Linked DNA regions of Sus scrofa: region 1 is linked to region 2. A link is a contact called in public HiChIP or PLAC-seq data. All regions are on one chromosome and are shown on one strand. The core of a region is the stretch at or near the end of the contact, and the rest is flanking DNA. Distances in the headings are between cores, read along the strand shown. Region 1 holds the start of ITCH (a long non-coding RNA gene). Region 2 has its middle 15 kb from the start of AHCY.

The links. HiChIP or PLAC-seq counts read pairs in DNA pulled down with a chosen protein or histone mark.
Region 1: a contact with region 2 is called in an H3K27ac HiChIP or PLAC-seq map of alveolar macrophages, with 5 times the contacts expected there. The contact joins the promoter of ITCH here to the enhancer-like site in region 2. A contact is called at or near these places in 2 of 5 promoter capture datasets (fetal liver and liver), 12 of 47 Hi-C or Micro-C datasets (blood, embryonic fibroblasts, epiblast stem cells and 5 more) and 2 of 2 datasets of contacts at active chromatin or transcription factors (alveolar macrophages and skeletal muscle).

The regions. Positions count from the first base shown.
Region 1 is chr17:37,806,109-37,812,893 of Sscrofa11.1, reverse strand. It overlaps ITCH (a long non-coding RNA gene), which reads right to left and starts at 2,781. Exons shown (of 25, transcript XR_002340135.1): 1 at 2,633-2,781.
Region 2 is chr17:37,755,792-37,763,187 of Sscrofa11.1, reverse strand. No RefSeq gene overlaps it. Among named protein-coding and RNA genes, the nearest start is that of AHCY, 15 kb to the right of the region's middle. Within about 2 kb of position 2,862, at least 23 of the 83 cell types and tissues checked have an H3K27ac peak or open chromatin away from gene starts, as enhancers often do. A contact at or near this core is called in alveolar macrophages, epiblast stem cells, fetal liver and 2 more, where this site is marked.

The DNA of each region.
Region 1 (6,785 bases), core at 1,532-4,031, 50 kb before region 2:
AATAATCAATCATAACTCACTTTCCCAGAGAACACATATGGACTAAAATCCTTCCCAACACAGGGCTTCTGGCAGCTACTTCAAAGGAAAGTTGGCGCCATAAAACAAAACACATCTGCCACTGTGGACTAGATAAATTTTTACAATATCTTCCAGCTCTAAAATTCTAATACCAAGTTTCTGAGGGTTGGAGAAAAACACTTGAAACAAGCTTAAAGCAATGTCATAAATTTCAGTCTAATCTCCAAATTTTCCTCCAAATTGCAACTGATCTGATACTAATTTTTCAGGATGCTACTGAACAATACATTCTGGTATCATTAACATATATAACCTGGCAATATATTTACTTTTGCTAATGGGTTCTTCTGATAGAAAACAGCCCTTTACCTGGGCTGGCCCTAAAAAAAAAAAAAAAAAAAAATCCTCATACAGAAAAAGGGCAACAAAATTGCACAAGTGAGGAATTCAATCCAATCCTGTGATCATCCCCACAGCCTCTCTCCAAGGTCAAGCCTTTTCACTTCTCACCTAGACTTCTACAATAGCCACTCTTCCATCCTTTCACTCTTAATCGCCAGAGGAATCTTTCTAAAGCAAATGTACTCACATAACTTCCCTGTTTAAAAATCTGTATCTTTTGCTAACAACATAAAACAAGTTTTTTTGCATTACACATAGAACTTTTCATATCGTTGCCTCCTTTTACCTTTCTGGCCTCATATACACATCGCTCTCCTTCCCCATTCCACTCTTTGCTCCCTTTTTCATCCACAATTCTCTGCATTTACACACAATATTAACAAGTTTCCTCTGCCTCCCCTGTCCTTTCCTTTCCCCATCACAATCACACTCCTACTCATCAACTAAGACATAACTTAGGTCCAGGGGCAGATCCTTCCTCCTTTCCAAGGTCAACCCAAACAGAACTGGCTACTTCCTCTTTCCTATCAAAGCTTTTTGGTTTGAACACATTGTTAGTCTCAGTGGTTCCCAAGACCAATAGAACTGCCTGAGGCAAGTTTAAAAAATAAATTTGTCAAGGTTAAATCAAAAGTATCAAATCGATCTCAGGAAATGAATCTCTGGTATTTCCACTTTTAAAAAACTCCCCTAGTTATTGTAATGATCAAATTTAGGGGCTACTGGTTTGTCTATTCCAATAGGGGTAAAGATGTTTCTTTAATGAATATAGAGTTAACTCTAGAATAAACTGAAGAAGTATTCTGCACTTGTTTATTTCATATCATATCATATCCCTGCTGACTTGACTCATGATGAAGATGAAGGAATTCCTTTGGGACTCAAACCCCAAAACTTACACTGCTCAAAAAAGCAGCTGAATTTCCACCTTCATTTCTAAATCTTAAAGATGAAGTAATTACACCTTGAATAAATCTATGAATAAACAGTGCAGGTTCTCACCAGATCTGTCATGAAAACTTTATACAGGCTGAGAAATCTTTATTCCGTTGTGAGATGGAAATATACTGCTTTTAGCACTTTCTTAAGATCTGGTTGTATTCGAATTCATGCAAGACCCCAGCTAAGTATAATAACATATGCCTGGCTCCAGTGCCTCATTAATTTTCAAAGAAAAATTCCATTCTTCCTTCCCCACCTCACACTCACAAGGCATTCTTAAGCTCTAGAATGGCAGAAAAGCTAACAAGATCAAGATACGAATATAACCAAAGAAACATGTTGACTTATTACTGGAGAACTATGAATTTCGTGTGGTTTGCAAAATTCATCTGGTTACATCGCCAACTTTAGGCCCAACGTTTACCTGGGGCCCACAGACCCAGTGTTTATCTCTCTCTCAGCATCGGCCCGAAGCTAAGTCTGAAAACTTGAGTTCCCCACTAGTGCCCACTAAGTCTGCCCTCAAACACCTTTCGACCCTTAGAACACGTTCACGGCTACTTTTTTCCTTTCTCCGCTAAAGAAAAGGGCACTCTCAAGAGGAAGGACAGTGACAGCTCCACGTCTGCAAAACTCAGCGCCGGGAGGCGCCGGCTGGGTCGGGGCGGCGGCGGTAGTGGGCGCGGAGGAGGGAGCCGGTGCCGGGACCACCACGATGGGGGACAATGGAGGGAGGAGGGGAGTGCAAAAGAGAAAGGCGGCAGCCGCTGTGCTGGGCCCCTCGAGACTGGGGGCTCCGAAAAGTCTCGGGAAGGGCAGTGGCTTGCAGGTGGGCCCGGCCGCCGCCCCTTGCAGGGCCACGTCGCTCGCGCCGGCTGCTGCCACCGGGCCCCGCGCGTAGGCCGGGCCGCCGGAGAGTGGCCCCCGGGCGGGGCTGAGGGGTACCGGGCCGGACCCTGCTGGCGCCCGCCGCGGCGGCCCAGTCCTTTCACAACTGGGCGCCCGCGAGGCGAGGGGCTTCCAGACGCCTGAGCCCAGCAGTGGCCGCTCGGCGCGTCCGGCCAACCCACCCCCGCCAGGCCCCTGCCACTAGCCCGAGCTCCCCGCGCCCCCCACGGGCACCGGCTCTGAGGGAAGAGGAGGCAGCCGCGGCTGTGGGGTCCCGGCAAGCGCGCCGCACTCCTCTACCCCTTGCTCGCCTTGGACACTCTCATCCAGGACCTTCCCTCTCCCCAGAACTGCCTCCGGTCCGCCCGGGGATTTTTACCAGGACTCGGGGCGGCGACGACTCTTCACTCCCTCGACTAAGATGGCAGCCGGTCCCGAGCCCCAACCGCAGCTAATAGAGCGAGTTGGCGGCCAACGCGCAGGCGTCTCTGGCTTGGGCGCGATCCCGACTACAAGCCCCAGAAGGCCTTGCGCACTAGCCAGCTGCGGGCAAGAATAGCTGGCAAGGCTGGTGAGCGCCGCTAAATCGAAGTTTGCTCTCACCCAGGTGGGAAGGACTCATGGATGACTTCCAGGCATTTCAAAAAACCCTCCCAGCTACTCACCAGAACCTCTAAAGACTTGTAGCTGCTGATCCCAAGCTAGTGTGCATCAGAATCACCTGAAGGGCTACTTAAAACTTTGACTACTAGACCCCACCCCCGGAGTTTCTAATTGAGCACATTTGGGATAGAATCTAATAATTTTAATAATTGGCATTTCTAACGATCTCTCTGGTGTGCTGCTGGTGTGTAATCACATTTTGAGAACCACTGAACTATAACTTAGTCCTTAAGAAAGTACTCTCGAGGAGTTCCCGTCGTGGCGCGCAGTGGTTAACAAATCTGACTAGGAACCATGAGGTTGCGGGTTCGATCCCTGGCCCTGCTCAGTGGGTTAACGATCCGGCGTTGCCGTGAGCTGTGGTGTAGGTTGCAGACTCGGCTCGGATCCCGCGTTGCTGTGGCTCTGGCATCGGCCGGTGGCTACGGCTCCGATTCCTCCGATTCGACCCTAGCCTGGGAACCTCCACACGCCGCTCGCCCTAGAAAAGGCAAAAAGACCAAAAAAAAAAAAAAAAAAAAAAAAAGTACACTCGAGAGTTAAATTCATTGGGCTCAAACCCATGTTTTAACAAGGTGCTTTTAGAGGTGATGAAAATCACTACACGGAAGTGGTGCCAACATAAGCAGGTATTCTAAATGCTGATCAATAAGCTTCTTTAATCCTCCCAACAAATCTACAGTGGAAGTACCTTCATTTTCCTCACTTTACAGATGCACAAACCAAGTCACAAGCTGGATAAGAACCCAAGCAGTCTGGCTCCTGAGTCCATCCTCTTCCGTCATGGATTGTTTGTGAGAATTAGTAGGCTATGCGGGTAGACTCAGAGGCACAACAAAGTGACCTTTGCTATTACTGTTTAGCGTGTTTTCCCTCCTAAAGAAAATTTTATTTTACCATCTGGAAAGTCACTTACACTTTTCAAATTACTTTCGAATTCTCCATATCAGTGTTTCCTGCAGTGTACTTCAGGAGAGCTGGTTAAAGACAGATTCCTAGGGAAAAGAAAAAAGATTCCTGAGAGTGCCCTGATGGCTTAGCAGGATCCAATGTTGTCACTGCTGTGGCTCGGGTCACAGCTGTGGTTTAGATTCAAGAATTTATGCATGCTGCAGGCGTGGCCAAAAAAAAAAAAAAAAAAAAGGTACAGAGTCCCATAACCCTCCCTATTCAGACTGTGTAGGGTAGAGGTTCTCAAACTCTAGTGCCCATCAAAATCACCTGAAGGACTTGTTAAACCGTCTATTGCTGGGCCCCACCCCTAGAATTTCCAATTCAGAAACTCTGGGCTGGGCCTCATGATTTGCATTTTTTAACCTCAGAACACACTTGGAGAATCACTTGTGGTTGCGGTAGGGCAGTGTTTCTCAACACTTCCCTTTTGAAGTTATCATTTCTGGGAGTTCCCGCAGTGGTGCAGTGAACACGAATCTGATTAGGAACCATGAGGTTTCAGGTTCAATTCCTGGCCTCGCTCAGTGGGTTAAGGATCCAGCATTGCTGTGAGCTGTGGTGTAGGCCGGCAGCTACAGCTCCAATTCGACTCCTAGCCTGACAATCTCCATATGCCTTCAGTGCGGCACTAAAAAAAGCAAAAAAAAGAAAAAAATTATCATCTCTGTAAGGAACATTTTTAAACACTTTTTCCCTAAATTCCCCCATGAAATTTTAATATCACAAACATACTGTTTATCGATTTATGTGCCATACATATCTGTGCTTTTATATTAAAAAAAATTTTTTTGTCTTCTTAGGGCCACACCCACAGCATATGGAAGTTCCCAGGCCAGGGGTTAAATTATAGCTGTAGCCTCAGGCCTACACAACAGCCACTGCCATAGCAACAAGGGATCCCAGTGGTGTCTTCGACCTACACCACAGCTCATGGCAACACTGGATCTCATGGCAACACTGGATCCTTTAAACCACTGAGTGAGGCCAGGGATTGAACCCGCATCTTCATGGATATTAGTAAGGTTCGTTACCACTGAGCCACAACAGGAACTCTTAAATAAAAACTTTTTTTTTAATTTCCTCTCTACTCTCACCTAATTTTTGTCCTATTAAAAATGTATGCAGGGGAGTTCCCGTCGTGGCGCAGTGGTTAACAAATCCGACTAGGAACCATGAGGTTGTGGGTTCGGTCCCTGCCCTTGCTCAGTGGGTTAACGATCCGGCGTTGCCGTGAGCTGTGGTGTAGGTTGCAGACGCGGCTTAGATCCTGCGTTGCTGTGGCTCTGGCATAGGCTGGTGGCTACGGCTCCGATTGGACCCCTAGCCTGGGAACCTCCATATGCCGCGGGAGTGGCCCAAGAAATAGCAAAAAGACAAAAAAAAAAAATGTATGCAGGAGTTCCCGCTGTGGCACAGTGGTTAACAAATCCAACTAGGAACCATGAGGTTTCGGGTTTGATCCCTGGCCTTGCTCAGTGGGTTAAGGACCCGGCGTTGCCACGAGCTGTGGTATAGGTTGCAAACTTGGCTTGGACCTGGCATTGCTGTGGCTGTGGTGTAGGCCAGTGGCTACAGCTCCAATTAGACCCCTAGCCTGGGAACCTGGGAACCTCCATAGGCCGCAGGTGTGGCCCTAGAAAAGACGAAAAGACCAGAAAAAAAAAAAAAAAAAGGAATGTATGCTCTGGAGGAATGTGGGTTTTTAACTCTTGCCCCAGGTGATTTTTTTTTTTTTTTTCTTTTTGGCTACTCCCACAGTATGCAAAAGTTCCCAGGGCCAAGGATCAAGCCCTCCCTGAAGTAGCAATGGAAGCTGCTGCAATGACAATGAAGGGTCCTTACGGAGGAACTCCCTATTCTTATCACTGGGAGAGATTGGCGAACACAGTGTGCCTTTAAGATATGAGGTATTTTTGTGCCCATTATACCAAAAAATAAAAAAAGGAGTCGCAAGGAAATTAGATGGGTGGTTCAAGTTCATTCAACCAGGAACCAGAGGTCTAACCAAAGTCCTCTGGCTCAACACACGTTGTAAATTAAATTTCAATAAAAATTTTAAAAACAAACAAACAAAAAAAACCAAAGTTCTCTGGCTCCAGATTCTGTCTTTATCTACAATTTTTAAATTGTATAATATCAGAAGTTCCCGTCGTGGCGCAGTGGTTAACAAATTCGACTGGGAACCATGAGGTTGCGGGTTTGGTCCCTGCCCTTGCTCAGTGGGTTAACGATCCGGCGTTGACCTGAGCTGTGGTGTAGGTTGCAGACACAGCTCGGATCCCGCATTGCTGTGGCTCTGGTGTAGGCCGGTGGCTACAGCTCCGATTGGACCCCTAGCCTGGGAACCTCCATATGTCGCGGGAGCGGCCCAAAGAAATAGCAAAAAGACCAAAAAAAAAATTGTATAATATCAGGCAAAACTAATGTATGGTGTTTGAAGTCAGAAGAGTGATTACCTTAGAGGAGAGTTAATACCAGAAAGGAGACACAAAGAAGCTTCTTAAGCCTGATAAAAAATATCCTGTGTCTTGGAGTTCCCATTGCCGCTCAGTGGTAACGATACCAACTAGTATCCGTGAGGACTCTGGTTTGCTCCCTGGCCTCGCTCAGTGAGTTAAGGATCTGACACCGTCGTGAGCTGTGGTATAGGTCACAGATGCAATTCAGATCTGATGTTGCTGTGGCTGTGGAATAGGCCGGCAGCTGTAGCTCCAATTCAACCCCTAACCTGGGATCCTACATATGCCATTGGTGCAGCCCTGAAAAAGGCAAAAAAAAAAAAAATTGTGTCTTGATCTGGGTGCTGGTATACATGCATACTCATTTTATTTATATAGGGTGCATTAGCTCTGATCTGAGAGGCAGAACCTAGCAGAATTAATAATTCAGGCTTCTTGGAATTCCCAGCTGGCTCA
Region 2 (7,396 bases), core at 1,613-4,112:
CTTATTAGAAGGATATAAGGATCCATCCCAGAAGCTTGAGTTTATTATTAATTTTGGGGGGGGCATACCCATGGTATGTGGAGGTTCCTGAACCAGGGGTTGAATCTTTGCTACAGCAGTGATCCTATCCACAGCTGTGACAATGCTGGTTCCTTAACCTGCTGAGCCACCAGGGAACTCCTAAGGGATTATTATTATTGTGCTTGTATTTTAGGATCCTGAGTGGCAACCGGAAGATAGATAAATTGTAACTAACAAAGAATTCAGGAGGTCATGCAATGTAGAGGCATCTAGCATAGGGGCAAACAACTCAGTGGGTGCAATGCAAAGGAGAATGACAACCAATGTTCATTAGGATGATCCTGGACCATTGAGAAAAATCAGAGATGAGACTGGCAGAAAAACCGAAGTGGGCCAGGGAGGATATATGTTGGCCTGGAGAGTTTATATACAATCTAAAGAGGACAACGAGGAGTTCCCTTATGGCCCAGCAGGTAAAGAATCTGGCATTGTCCCTGCAGTGGCTTGGGTCACTGCCATGGCATGGGTTTGATCTGTGGCCTGGGAACTTGTGCATGCCAAGGATTTTCCAGCCACACTCCTAGAAGTTCCCAGGCCAGGAACTGAATCTGAGCCTCAGCTGAGGCAACTCCAGATCCTTAACAACTGTACCACATCAGGAACTCCCTGATAATTTTTCAAGAGAAGCTAGAAATACAGCTTTCCATATGAAATCTCCCAATTAAAGTGAATGGCAACTAACTCAAAATATCAGAAAACAGCTACAGGGCAAACATCCCAAGGATTACTGTGTTCAAACCTTTGCTTAAATTTATGCATCATCCATTCCAGTCCACAAACCTTAACCAGGCAGCAGTCCTGGGGCAGGCCTGGATGCTGGGAGGCTGGGATGCTGGGATCCTGAGATGCCCAAACTTTGGCAGCTGCTCTGGAGGAATTCACAGCCTTCTGAGCTTTCAATCCTCTGTGAAGAAGTTAGGGGCCTTGTAAACCAAGTATAATACAAAACAATCTTTAAAAGGAAAAAAAAGTTAGGGGCACATATAACACATTTTCTAAATCTGTGGGTCAAAAACAAAACAAAACTGTGTGATCCCTAAGGGCACTCTACCTGTAAGTTCTTGGGCAGAAGAGCACTGCACATTGGATAAAGGAAGCACCTTATTTAGATAAGTTTTGGAGGGAGAGGGAGGGTGACACTATATCGGTGCACCTATGAGTGTCCCCTTCAGTTGTAGAGGGAAAGAGAAGAAGGGTGAATATGTGTGGGAAGCAGAAGTGGTCACAGCCAAAGCAGCAGGGCTCTGGGGCCAAGAGCCTCGGCCCTGAGCAAGGAAGAGCTGGGTTCTGATCTTTACTCTGAGGCCTTTCACCCTCAGTTTTCTTATCTATAAAATGCAGTAAATAATGATTTTATCCCACAGGGTTGTTGAGGTGGTTAAATGGGATAATCTACTTAAAGGATTTAAAACAGTTCATGATGTGAGGTGCTATTTTTCCCCCCTTTTGTGCAAATGTTCCCACCCCTGGACAGTTTCTTCCTGCTTTTTCTGCCTAGCTTTTTCTGAAGACCCAAGTGGGTACCTTTTCCTCTGAGAAACCTCCACAGCCCCAGGCTGACCCCTCTGTCCACTCTGGACACTCTGCTCAGACCTGTCCCAGCATGGATGATCTGTGTGGGAGTGGCTGTCACAGGAAGGAAGCTCCTTGAAGGCAGGGGCCAGGTCTGAGTCACCCACTGGTGTTCCACTGAGCGATTCCCAGCAATGTTTTTGGAATGAATGCAAGGGAAGAAGAAGGGAGGAGCGGAGCATCACACAGAGTTTACACATCACTGGCTGAAGCTCCCTTGGGCCTCAGGGTCCTGGCAGTTAGTTAAAGCCCAGTCAACGGCTGAACCCAACAGAGTGTGGGTAAGAGTCTGAATACGTGTCAGTATGTGAGAATGTGAAATATGTGTGTGTGTATTTGGGTGTGACGGTGGGGAATGTATACAGGTGCTTTTTTTTTTTTTTCCTGCTTTTTGCTTTTGGGAATGTATACAGGTGTGAATGGACATGTGCAAGGGTTTGTATGACCGTATACACACATACACACACATGCTCACTAAGATGGCACTTAGGGGAGCAAGGTCTTTTCCTGTTCCTTCTTGGGTCCTAGCACTCTCAAATGAACGTAGGGTGGTGGGGGAGGGCATTATGGAAAGCAGGGTGGCACTGTGCTTATTAGCAGAGGTTCTAGACCAGACATCATTGGCACTTCCTAACTAGAAGCCTCAGTTTTTTTTAAATCTGTAAGATGGGTATAATTGCAGCACCTACCTTATAGAGTGGCACATAAGAAGTACTCAAATGTTAACTGATATCATTATTCTAGGTGTCACTATCAATACCCAGAGCAGATACTTCCACAGGCTAAAGACTCAAACCAAGTCAAAAGACTACCCTCTAGCCATGTCCATCAAAATTCTCTGAACCTTAGTTTCTTCTATGAGAGGTAGCAATAAAGTGCATTTTTTTAAGGGCCATACCTGCACATATGGAGGTTCCCCCAGGCTAGGGTTGAGTTGGAGCTTCACTCTCTGGCCTATGCCACAGGCACAGCAACACATGATCCAAGCCACATCTGCGACCTACATCACAGCTCACAGCAGCACCAGATCCTTAACCCACTCAGCAAAGCCAGGGACTGAACCTGCAACCTCATGGTTACTAGTCAGATTTGTTTCCGCTGCGCCACAATGGGAAGTCCTACATTTAAAAATGTTGCCCATCTCCCAGGGGTTTTATGTGAGATCACAGGGTGCGGCAGGCTGAAGCCAAAGCTAGGAGCAGGGTGCCCTCTCCTGGCACTACTGGGTAAAGATGGGCTCCAGACGGAGAGGCAGTTCGGAGGTGGGGGTGCTGTTGGGACTCCCAACAAAAGGAGCCCAGCAGAGGGGCAGCGTGCTGGGGAGCAGCCTCCTTCCTCTTTGTCGGCTGAACTCGTCCTTTCTCCACTTCAGGACGACCTCCGGACCCGGGGCAGCCCTGATTCAAGCTCTCAGAACATCCCATGTTCCGTGTCTATCTCTCCTCAAGGGAAAGGATCATCTGAGAAATGAAGAAGTAAAATCCCAGACCTCTGGGTTCCTAGGGTCCCTGGACCAGGCTCCCAGTAAGTGTTAGTATAACAGGATCATGGGAGCCTGGACTGGAATGCGAATTGAGTCAAGAGGACACCCAGTCTCAGTTGGGGACATAAGTCGGACTTGGGGAGCTTGTGACCCCCATCCCAAAGACAGCCAGGTCTGAGGGCTGAAGACGAGAAACACCACAACGCGGGCTCCTAGGCAGACATCTGGGAGTGTTAATTCATTCCACAAATATTGGGTGCTTTCCACGTGGCGGTCTGGGATGAGAAGCATTAAGTGGCAGCGTGGGGGAGAGGCTGTTCCAAGCTCTCTAAGAAAACCCCCGCTTCAGTACTCCACTGCCCAGCAGTGACATCAAAGCCAAAGCGGACCCAAGGGAAGTTCACAAACTTGAGGGGGCCTGGAGTTAGGGGCGTGGAAGGAACTGGGGAGAGGGGGAGACACCCTGATGGGGTGGAGCAGTGGGGGTGTCCCAGAACTGTATTCTTTTATCTCATCCCCCAAAGAAGACATCCTTGTCCTCAGCATCCCAATTAATCCCGAATCTGAGCAAGGCAGTCGGGAGGGCCCCTTGGCCAATGGACAGGCTCCTTCCCTCTCCGCCCCTCTCCGCCCCTCTCCACCCTCCAAGCTGGGGACCTAAATGTCGGCAAAAGCAAACAACTAAAGGGCGGGTTCAAAGGGCGGGCGATGAGGCCACAGGGCCTGGTCTGTCTCTGCCCATTGTTTCCCGGGCCCCTCAGCCTCCCCAGAGCCTGCTGCTGGCGCCAGGCTGGGGAGAAGGGGGGGTCTGACAATTATTTGTCCCCTGTGGCCTTCAGCAGAGTGGGCGGACAGCCCCTCCTCTAGCACTGTTAGTAGTTGTTTGTGAACACAGCCTGATACGTATGCATCTATTTATCTACATGCCTATGTATGAAAATAGGCAAAAACCTATTTGCAAGGTTTTTTTTTCTTTTTACACAATAACATACTAGGCCCACTGTTCTGCCAATCCTTTCTTTTTCCTTCACTTAATATTTCGTCTTGACAATGGATTGTTCCATATCTATAAATAAACATCACCTTTTTAAAAAGGGGCCACCCAAAGTATTCTACCCTGTAGCTAATATTATCATTTATTTAAAAAATATCCTACTGGTGGATGTTTAGACTATTTCCAATCTTTCGCTCTTAATGTCATTTCAACTCATGTTCTCATATCTTTGGGATAAATTCCTAGAAGTGGAACTGCTTGGGCAAAGGGTATGTGAGTTTGTAATCTTGTTAGCTATTACAGAGTGTTGCTCATGAAAACTGGACCAATGTACAACATGAAAAGCAATGCGTGAAGGGACCTGCTTCTCCACAGCTTCACCAACAGAAAACTAACAGTTATCACACTTTAATTTTTATCAGTCTGATAGTAAACTTAAAAGGAAAAATTATTAACCCCCCACCCCACCCCCAAACCACAGGGAGCGCCTGGATTCCACCTTTATTTGGCACTAATAAGAGATCTCTTTCCCTCCCTGATTTATTTTGTTTCTTTTTCATCATATAATGATAAAAGAGTCAATCTATCAAGAAGACAAAGCAGGAGTTCCCATCATGGCTCAGTGGTTAACGAATCTGACTAGGAACCATGAGGTTGTAGGTTCAATCCCTGGCCTTGCCCAGTGGGTTAAAGATCCAGTGTTGCCGTAAGCTGTGGTGTAGGTTGCAGACGCGGCTCAGATCCCGCGTTGCTGTGGCTCTGGCGTAGGCCGGTGGCTACAGCTCCGATTAGACCCCTAGCCTGGGAACCCCCATATGTGGCGGGAGCGGCCCAAGAAATAGCAAAAAGACAAAAAAAAAAAAAATGAGTTCCTGTCATGGCGCAGTGGAAACGAATCTGACTAGGAACCATGAGGTTGTGGGTTCAATCCCTGGCCTCAATCAATGGGTAAAGGATCCAGCGTTGCTGTGAGCTAAGGTGTAGGTTGCAGATGCAGCTCGGATCTGGCGTTGCTATGGCTGTGGTGCAGGCTGGCAGCTGTAGCGCCAATTAGACCCTAAGCCCGGGAACCCCTATATGCTGCAGGCATGGCCCTAAAAGGACAAAAGACAAAAAAAAAAAAAAAAAGAAAGAAAAGAAAATGGGCAAAAAACATGAAAGAGATATTTCACCAAAGAGGCTATACAAATGGTGAATATACATATGAAAAAAACGTTCAACATCAGGGAAATGCGAATTAAAATCACAATGAAGTATTACTATACATCTATCAAAATGGCTAAACTAAAACAGTGACACCCCAAATGGTGGAGAGGGTGTGGAGAAACTGAATCACTCTTACATTGCTAATGGGCAATGGAAAACAATTTGGCATAAAACAAAATATGCAACTTCCTTACAACCCAACAATTGCACTTCTGAAAAAATGAAAACTTATATTCACATGAAAACCTGTACACAAATATTCATAGCAGCTTTATCTCTAAGAGTCAAAAACTCAAAACAACCCAGATGTCTTTCAGTGAGTGACTGGTTAAACAAAGTAGTGCACCCATACCAAGGAATACTACTCAGCAATAAAAAGGAATGAACTACTGATAGGTGTAGGAACCTGGATGAATCCCCAGAGGATTATTGGAAAATTGGAAATGTCAGTCTGCCCAGCATGTTATATAGTATATGATTCCAGTTACATAACATTCTTGAAATGATAAAGGAGTTCCTGCTGTGGTGCAACAGGATTGCAGGCATCTTGCAAGTGCTGGATGCAGGTTCGATCCCCTGCCCGGTAGAGTAGATTAGGGAATCTGGCATTGCCACCACTGTGGCTTGGGTGGTAGCTACCGGCTTGGATCTGATCCCTGGCCCAGGAACTCCATGTGCTGCTGGTGGCAAAAAAAAAAAAAAAAAAAAAAAAAAAAAAAAAATTAGAGAGATGGACCAGGGATTGCCAGGAGTTAAGAAGGGGATAGGGGACCTCATCAAACTGAAAAGCTTTTGCACAGCAAAGGAAACCCAAAAGAAAACAAAAAGACAACTTACAGAATGGGAGAAAACAGTTTCAAATGATGCAACTGACAAGGGCTTAATCTCTAGAATATATAAACAACTTATACAACCTAACAGCAAAAAAACCAATCAATCAATGGAAAAATGGGCAAAAGACCTGAATAGACATTTCTCCAAAGAAGATATACAGATGGCCAACAAATACATGAAAAAAATGCTCAACATCGCTGATTATAAGAGAAATGCAAATCAAAACTACCATGAGATATCACTTCACACCAGTCAGAATGGCCATCATTAATAAATCCATAAATAACAAGTGCTGGAGGGGCTGTGGAGAAAAGGGAACCCTCCTGCACTGTTGGTGGGAATGTAAACTGGTACAGCCACTATGGAGAACAGTTTGGAGATACCTTAGAAATCTATACATAGAACTTCCATATGACCCCGCCATCCCACTCTTGGGCATCTATCCGGACAAAACTCTACTTGAAAGAGACACGTGCACCCCCATGTTCATTGCAGCACTATTCACAATAGCCGGGACATGGAAACAACCCAAATGTCCACCGACAGATGATTGGATTCGGAAGATGTGGTATGTATACACAATGGAATACTACTCAGCCATAAAAAAGAATGACATAATGCCATTTGCAGCAACATGGATGGAACTAGAGAATCTCATACTGAGTGAAATGAGCCAGAAAGACAAAGACAAATACCATATGATATCACTTATAACTGGAATCTAATATCCAGCACAAATGAACATCTCCTCAGAAAAGAAAATCATGGACTTGGAGAAGAGACTTGTGGCTGCCTGATGGGAGGGGGAGGGAGTGGGAGGGATCGGAAGCTTGGGCTTATCAGACACAACTTAGAATAGATTTACAAGGAGATCCTGCTGAATAGCATTGAGAACTTTGTCTAGATACTCATGTTGCAACAGAAGAAAAGGTGGGGGAAAAAATGTAATTGTAATGTATACATGTAAGGATAACCCCGACCCCCTTGCTGTACAGTGGGAAAATAAAAAAAAATTATGAAAAAAAAATAAAATAAGTAAAAAAAAAGAAGGGGATAGGTGTAGAGGAGAAGTGGGTATGGCTATAAAAATGCAACATGAGGGATTCTTGCGGTGATGGAAATGCTCTGTATCTTGACCATATCATTGTCAGAATCTTGATTGTGATTTTTGTACATTGTTTTGCAAGATTTACCATTGAGGGAAACTGGGTAAAAGGACCATGGAA